2 separate regions of the Sus scrofa genome follow, and region 2 is linked to region 1. A link is a contact called in public Hi-C data. All regions are on one chromosome and are shown on one strand. The core of a region is the stretch at or near the end of the contact, and the rest is flanking DNA. Distances in the headings are between cores, read along the strand shown. Region 1 holds the start of TCF3 (transcription factor E2-alpha). Region 2 holds the start of LOC100524239 (cytochrome b-c1 complex subunit 10).

Region 1 (3,625 bases), core at 1,069-3,568:
CGCCATCCTCTGCGGCTGGTTCATTCTCCAGCAGCAACGGGGGCCCGATGGCCAAGGGCCAGGAGGGGCTCCTCAGGCCTAGAGACAGCCCTGTGTGGTGACCCACGGCGGGTGCAGGGGCAGGAGAAGAGAAGAGGTATGAGTGCCGAAGGCTGAGGCGGACCGATGGGAGTGGAGGAGCTAAGAGCCCCTCTAGCTGCTCTGAGGCTCTGGGTCTTCCCACGCCGAGTCCCTTCCAGACCCTGGGGGTGGGGGCAAGGCGGCCAGGATTCGGGGATTTGGGCCCCTTGAGACCCCTCCCCAGAGCCCTCGGGGAATTTGAACAATGGGTGGGGGAGCGCACAGAGTTCAGATTCCCGAAACTCCCTCAGCGACCACCAGGGAATCAAGTTGCAAATTTTAAACTGGATGCGGGGCGGAGTGGTCCCTTCCCAGCTCGGGCAGAACCCGCCCCTCTTCCCCGCCACTTCTCTCATTTCCAACCACCCCCAGGCTTCCCACTGGCCCCGCCCCTGGGAAGGGGGAGGGGCGACCCCAGCCCCGCCCCAAGGGAAATTTGGTGACTCCCCCCCACCCGGCAGCTGTCAGTGCACGTTGAAGACCCAGGCACCCCCAAATTCAAGGGGAATTAAATCCACAAGTAGGACGGCAGGCAAATCCCCCTTCCCGCTCCAGGGCTAAAGGAGGGGTCCGCCCAACACAAGGACCTACCCTCACAGCTTCCCTCCACACTTCGCCTCCTCCTCCCACAAAAAACAACTGAACTCTGAAAGAAGAAAAGCCACCCTAGGTTGTTTTATTGTCACCATGTATCCGGGAATTATTTTTAAGCAACTTTAAAAACATTCCTTGCCTCCCGGCCCTGGAAGGGGGGGGGGGAGTTGTCCTAATACCAGGGTTTCCCCAACAGGGTCCCCAGGGCTCCTTTCTAGAACGGGGTGGGGGATCCACCTGCCAAGCCCCGTCCCACACCCCGATGAGGGTCTCCGTCCCACAGTCAGACAGCGAAGTCCCTCCAGCTTCTCTCCCCGGGGACCCAGAAGGGGGCGGGAGCGGCAAGCAGAAACCGAGGGGTTAGAGGGGGTTCCGAGGTTGAGGAAGACCCGACATCAGAAAAGGAGAAACCCCCGCTTTGTTTGCCAACTGGAGACGGGTGTGAAACGGATGCCCCAGAGCACCCCCTCCTCCGCGAAGCTTTTTCTTCTTTGGAGGGCGTGTGAAACTGACTTTTTTGAGGAGTACGAAACCGCACTTTTTTGTGGGGTAGCTGAAACCGATTTTAAGGCAGACCTGGGGTGGGGGAGACTGAAACAGGCTTTTCAAGGAGATCCGAGACACTTCTGGGGTATCACAAGGACTTTTGGAGACTCGAAGCGAACTCAAAAGATGTACGAAACCACTTTGGGAGAAAGAGGGGCAAGGAACTTCTCGCTCTGGGGGGAGGGGTGGGAGGAGGCCCGGGAAACCAACCCCCACCCTACCCCCCCCCAGCAGCCGGTGCGGGCGGCGCGGCCCGGGAGCCCTTTGAAGCTCGCGGCGCTGCCGCCGCCACTGCGCTGCTCGCCCCGAAGCAGCCGCCGCCCGTGCCCGCGTACCGCGGAGCAGATGCGGCCCCCGGCCAGGATTTCGGCCCCCGCCTGCAGTGGCGCGGCGCACCTTCCCCGCAGACAAAAGGACGCTCCTTCTCCCTCTCTCGCTCCCCTCCAAACTCCGGCGCCGGCCGGGCCCCCGGGGGAGGGGGCGCCCGCGGGCCCCGCGCCGCTACCCCGCCGCGAAGTTGGGCAGCCCAGCGGCGCCCCCCGCGCCCCCGCCCGGCTCCGCAAACTTTCCTCAAGTGCCGACTGGCGGGGGCGCGCGGGCCCGAGCGCGCCCTCCACGTCGCCTGCCCCCTCCGGCGCGCAAAGTTGGAGAACAATGACTTCGGCCGCGCCGCCCCCCGCCCGGCCAGCCACTGCTCGGAGTCTCCGCACCCCAGAGCGGCCCAGCCCGCCAGGCACCGAGCGGCGGAGGGTCCCGGCGCGCTCACCTGCTCGGCGCGGCCCGGCCCGCAGCGCGCGGGGGGCGGCGACATGAACGGCCCCCCCGGACAAAGGGGCGTCGCGGCCCCGAGGGGCGCGCGTGGGCGGTGGCGCGTAGCCCGGCTCCCCGCGTATCCGCTCGGCGGACCGTCCGCGGTCCGGGCACTGGCGGAGGCGACGCGAACGGAGGCCGCGGTGCCCGCCGGCCGTGTCGCTGGGCTCGGTCCGGCCCGCTACGCCCGCGGCCGCCGCCGCTGCCTCATCTTCCTGCGGCGGGAGACATGTTCCGCCCCCAACCCGCGCCCCGCCCCCTACAGGCCCCGCCCCTCATCAGCTCCGCCCCGCGTCCGCCCGCGGATCCCTCCGCCGCGGTTTGCACGCCGCCCACTGCCACACGTCCGCCCCACGCTCCCGCCGAACGCGGCAGCGGGCCCGCGGAGCCCAGCGCCTGGAGCGGGCGATCCGAAGAATCGTGGGCCAACGGCATGAGGTGGGGGCAGGGACTATCTTCCAGAGCGGAGGCGCACGTGGATTGGCCGCATAGCCGTGACGCAAGCGGGAAGGACCGAGCGATGGAAAGAGAAGGCCGAGCGGACGAGGCCAATTGGAAGGTGCGAAAGCCTGATTGGCGGGGATGCCGGCCGTTCGCAACCAGGCTCCGCCCCGCCCCGCCCTCCCCTCTGCGCGTCCGGGTAAAGAAGGAGGCGGGACTCTCCGAGCGAGAGGCCGCGAGAAGCGATGGGGGAGGTGGGGCTTGGAGTTTTATTCTCAGGTGTGCATGGCCGGCCGCACGGCCTTTTGGGCTTGGTCGTGTCTGAGTTCCTAGGTCTGGCCCCTGCTGCTGGGTCTTGCGAGCGGGCATTCCAGACTTGGAAGGAATAAATCAGACCTATTTTCCCGTGGGGTCACTGATGCAGCTCTGTTTCAGGGTCAGAAATTCCCCCCGTGGAACCCACTCTGTGCCTCTGACTTGCTGGTTGCCTTTGTCTGCCTGAGACTCAGTTTATTCGTCGATAAAATGGGATCTTGGCCTGAGTTTGGACAAGGACTTAAGACCTTCTGACTCTCACTGGTCTGTGAGAGTCACTTAGATCCCCAGTTCCCTCCCACGTCCAGAGGCTCTTCAGCTTTTGAAAACCACAGACCCTACAGGATGGAAATAATTTTTTTTTCTTTTTGCCTTTTCTAGGGCCGCTCCCATGGCATATGGAGGTTCCCAGGCTAGGGGTCTAATCAGAGCTGTAGCCGCTAGCCTGCGCCACAGCCACAGTAATGCAGGATCCAAGCTGAGTCTGTGACCTACACCACAGCTCACCGCAACGCCGGATCCTTAACCCACTGAGCAAGGCCAGGGATCGAACCCGCAACCTCGGATTTGTTTCCGCTGCACCACAACGGGAACTCCTGGAAATAATTATTATAAATGAAAATAACACACTCTGTCATGGCCCCCTGTGTCCGCAGAGAGAAAGCTACACTCCCCTCCAGGCCAGGGATGGGCTCTTGACACAGCAGCCTCCTCCTTGCTCTTCTAGAATCTGCCTGGCTCATTCCTACCTGGGAGCAAAGGCTCTTCCATCCCTTCTGGAGCCTTGAGCCAGTTCAGT
Region 2 (3,787 bases), core at 1,045-3,544, 44 kb before region 1:
ATTTATCAGGGGCCCACCAAGTACTGCCCAGCATGTGGACACATCTTGCTGAGGATGGCATGAGGGCAGCCCATCCAGCGTGTGGGCAGGCATGAGGCAGATGACCTTAAGGCAACTCCATTCCCATCTACTTTCATATTGGGATCTGCTTAAGGTTTTATTTGAGGCATTCTAAAAAAGGCAGGAGCCAGAGCTTGTAACGGTAAGGATAGCTAAAGTACACACAGGGATGTTAATGCAGTTTACAGCAGCTCCATCCCTGACAGAATAGGACTGAGGGATATGTGAGTGTCAGGGGCACTGTCTTACAGATGAGGAGACCAGACACAGAGAGGGCACATCACTCTGTTAAGACACACAGCCTACTAGGCACAGAGCTGAGGCAAGGGGCTCCAGGACTACCACACCACGTTTATGTCCGGCAGGATCCAGGATGGGGCCAACAGTCCCACCTCCTACTGTTCACACCCTTCCTTGTACAGCCCTTCCCCTTGGGTGTGAGTAAGACCCTGTCCCTCATCTCTAACGAGTAAAACTCAGAGGGTGGGCCATACCTGTGTTACAGACTGTGGCTCCAACCAGGTCTGCTGCCTCCTCTTACTCCCTTTAGGGGGAGCTCCTGGCCCTTTGTGAGCTGCCCTGTAGAGGGGCCCATGTGGTCACAACACATGTGTGAGCTTAGAAAGCGATCCCCAGGCAAGGCTTCAGATGAGACCCTGAGCAGAGGACCTGGCTCAGGTGTGTCTGAATACCTGACCCACAGAAACTGATAATCAGTGTTTGTAAAGCTGCCGGATTTGGTGGGCTGTTTGTTACACAGCAATAGAGAAGTCTTACAGGTTCCATCGCTGGCCTGTGCAGGACCAGAATTTGTACATGGGTGACCACCTCACTGGATCATCCTAAGCCATGTGCTTGGGGGTGTTGGGGTGGAGAGTGGAGGGATCAACAGTCCCGAGCCACCTGCAGCAACCCCTGCTCTTGGGGTTGAGGCCCATAATACTCAGCTTTGAGCCTGGGAGAGGTCACAAGTTACCGCTGCCTTTGGAACAGACTACGGGGCAGGTGTCCTGAACAGAAGGGGAATCTCCTCCCACAGCCCAACAGCTCTGAGATTTAATGTCAGAGAAGCCTTCCCTCAGGGAGGCCACCACCCCTTCTCATTCCTGCCACGCACAGGGAGGGAGTGGCCACGAACCTGACTTCTAAGAGGAACCAAAAGATGGAGAGGTGGTGATGATGCTGACAGCCCCTCGTGGGACTTCCTTACACCCTCACGACCTGTCCTTCCCCTCCTCGCATGAAGACGTGGGGTCCAGAGGTCCTCAGTTGCTGAGCACAAAGTCTGGGACACAACCCCCACGGTTCCTGGGGCTGGATCCCGCTTCTTGGCCTCTGGAAGCCAGCAGGGGGGGGACAGGGTTGCACTACACCCCCTTTAACATTTTACATCAGCCTCAGGCCGTGGGTCACATCGGTTTATTTTTTCTTGTTCATGGACTAGAACGTCAGACACGAAGGTTCCGTTTATAGCTGTGTCTCTGACTAGAAGCGAATACACTCAAGAATGCTGCCGGCTGCCGACGGAAAGAAACTCTGGAAGAGGTGTCGCGGCTCTGACCACAGGCAGATAGGAATGGACAGTTCCGGGGGCCTGGGCCGCCTGCGGGAGGGGCTGCGGGTGCTGCCGGAGGTCCCACTCGACGCCAGGGACGGCTTTTTCGTTTGTAAAGCCCACCCGAAGATGCCTGCCAGATCCACCATCCAGGGCCAGCCCCCACCCCTAACTCCTTGCCGGGGACACGACTGCCGAGTATAAGCCGGTTTCCTAGCGCCCCACGTCGTGGGCACGCCCATCCTAGCTGCCACGTGGGGTCACCCCAACACTACCCGCCTCTGACAAGTGCAGCTGTCGGCTTCATAACGTCAAACAAAAGCAAAGTTAGGAGCGTATATGGTCAGTTTCCAGGCCCCAAGAGCTGAACCGGGGGTGCTGGGCGCGGACTGGGTGGGCAGCATTACGGTCCCCAGGGAGAGGGGGTCGGGGGCCCTCCACGCACGTGTGCTCAGAACACACCGCGCCGCCGCTCCGTGCCTCTGTTTCCCCCATCTGGGACCCGGCAGGACACGGGGTCCAAGTCCGAGGGCGAGCTGCGTCCTTACCAGTTTCTGGCCAGCTCGCGGTAGCGCGGACCCAGGAACCTGCTCAGCATTGCGGCGCAGTCTTAGCTCAGGGTGACCCCGGCCCCCTCGGCTCGGACGCACTGCGCAGGCGCGACCGCCGCTGCGCGCAGGCCCTCAAGGAAGCCCCGCCCCGTCTGGGCGGGCTGACTGCGCGAGACCCGGAGCCCACCGCTGCAGGGCGCTCAGACTTGGAAGACATTTGCAATCGCTTCCGGGGAGGGTCTGAAGATCGCACACTGGAGTGGGCGGGCCTGGGGGCGGGGCTTTCTTGCCGCGGGACCCGAGGACGCCGGCCCTGCCCCTCCGCTCCGCAGGTCAGAGTGACTCCTGCTGAGCAGCCTCCAGCAACTAAGCGTGGCCCGCGACATTTGTCCGGTGAGTTTGTGTCCTTACTACATGCCAGAACTTTATTAACAGTTAAACCGAGGCCATACGAGGAAGAGTGTCGCAGAGGGGAAAGGAGGCGTTTTGAACTCCCTTTTGGAGGATTTAGGCGTTCTCACTGGACTTGCTGTCAGCGGGACCTTGGCCAGATAGCAGTGCTACCCCGAGCCTCCGAGCGTCGGTTTGCTCGCGCTGAGTTGTTTGTTGCTAAGAGACCCTGTTGTAAATTGTTTGCACGTTTCGTTTGGGAGTGATTCCTCACTCCGGCGGCAGAGGGAGGCCTGGCTCCTCGCATTGTCAGCACTTCAGGACACCTGTTAGCTGCTGGGACCCGGACAGGCGGCTCCTCCTCACCCTGCTTCCCGCCGCCCCAAGCTCGCCTTCTTCAGTCACCGCCTTTGGGACCACCAGTGTCGAATGCAGGCTTGGGTATGAGGACTGGACTCTGGGTTTGTCTGCCCATTTCGTCGCGTTCCAGTCCTTTTGGAATCAGCACCTGGGCACCCTCCAAGACTGCAGTTTCAGGGGCTGCAGGTTCTCACCTGCCCCTGGCCACGGGGGTGGGGGGTGGGGCAGAGAGGACCCGAATAAACCTCTGTCCTTGATGGACCCTTAACATGTGGGACATAGAGGGTGCCCTGAAAATTACAGAGAGAGAGAAATCTTGAGGCAGAAGAATATACCAGCCCAAAAAGATGAGCAGAGGTGGGTGTAGAGGCCTTGGCGCTGCAGGTCCTGGATCCAGCAATTTCTGAAGCTCTGCCTCATTGTTCCTTCTGCTTAATGCACTTCAGCTCATGATGCAGAATACTTTTCCTTTCAAGTGATAAAGAACAAAAGTCGGCTTAAGAGAAAAGATGGACGTTTAAAGGCATGTTGGATGGCTTCAGGCACAGGTGGATCCAGGAGTCTAGCACTATCATGAATCTTTCCCTCCATTTCTCAGCTCTTTTGTGTTGCTCTCACTCTCTGGTGAACTCCCTCTGAGCAGAGGCACCCAGAAACTCTGGGTTGACATTCCAGCAACCCTTGCAGGAAGATGGCACCTCTTTCCAAATAATCACAGAGAATGCCCCAAAGCTGGTTCTCATTAGCCTGCTATGGAAACAGGGCAGAATCACCCCCTCTCACATGAGAACATGGACTGAAATTGGGAGAGGATCCCCAAAAGAGAATACCAGGGTTATGTGACCAGAAGAGATGGAGGATAAGCCAGAAT

Evidence for each region. Hi-C and Micro-C count contacts between places; a contact is called where the count stands out from the background.
Region 2: a Hi-C map of skeletal muscle shows a contact between it and region 1, with 5 times the contacts expected there. The contact joins the promoter of LOC100524239 here to the promoter of TCF3 in region 1. A contact is called at or near these places in 3 of 5 promoter capture datasets (fetal liver, fetal skeletal muscle and liver), 12 of 47 Hi-C or Micro-C datasets (brain, embryonic fibroblasts, fetal heart ventricle and 7 more) and 2 of 2 datasets of contacts at active chromatin or transcription factors (alveolar macrophages and skeletal muscle).

Annotation. Positions count from the first base shown.
Region 1 is chr2:76,857,772-76,861,396 of Sscrofa11.1, reverse strand. It overlaps TCF3 (transcription factor E2-alpha), which reads right to left and starts at 2,318. Exons shown (of 21, transcript XM_021084225.1): 1 at 2,027-2,318; 2 at 1-90. The coding sequence starts at 24.
Region 2 is chr2:76,901,726-76,905,512 of Sscrofa11.1, reverse strand. It overlaps LOC100524239 (cytochrome b-c1 complex subunit 10), which reads right to left and starts at 2,294. Exons shown (of 3, transcript XM_003122996.3): 1 at 2,164-2,294. The coding sequence starts at 2,213. TCF3 (transcription factor E2-alpha) reads right to left here. Exons shown (of 21, transcript XM_021084225.1): 19 at 2,164-3,787.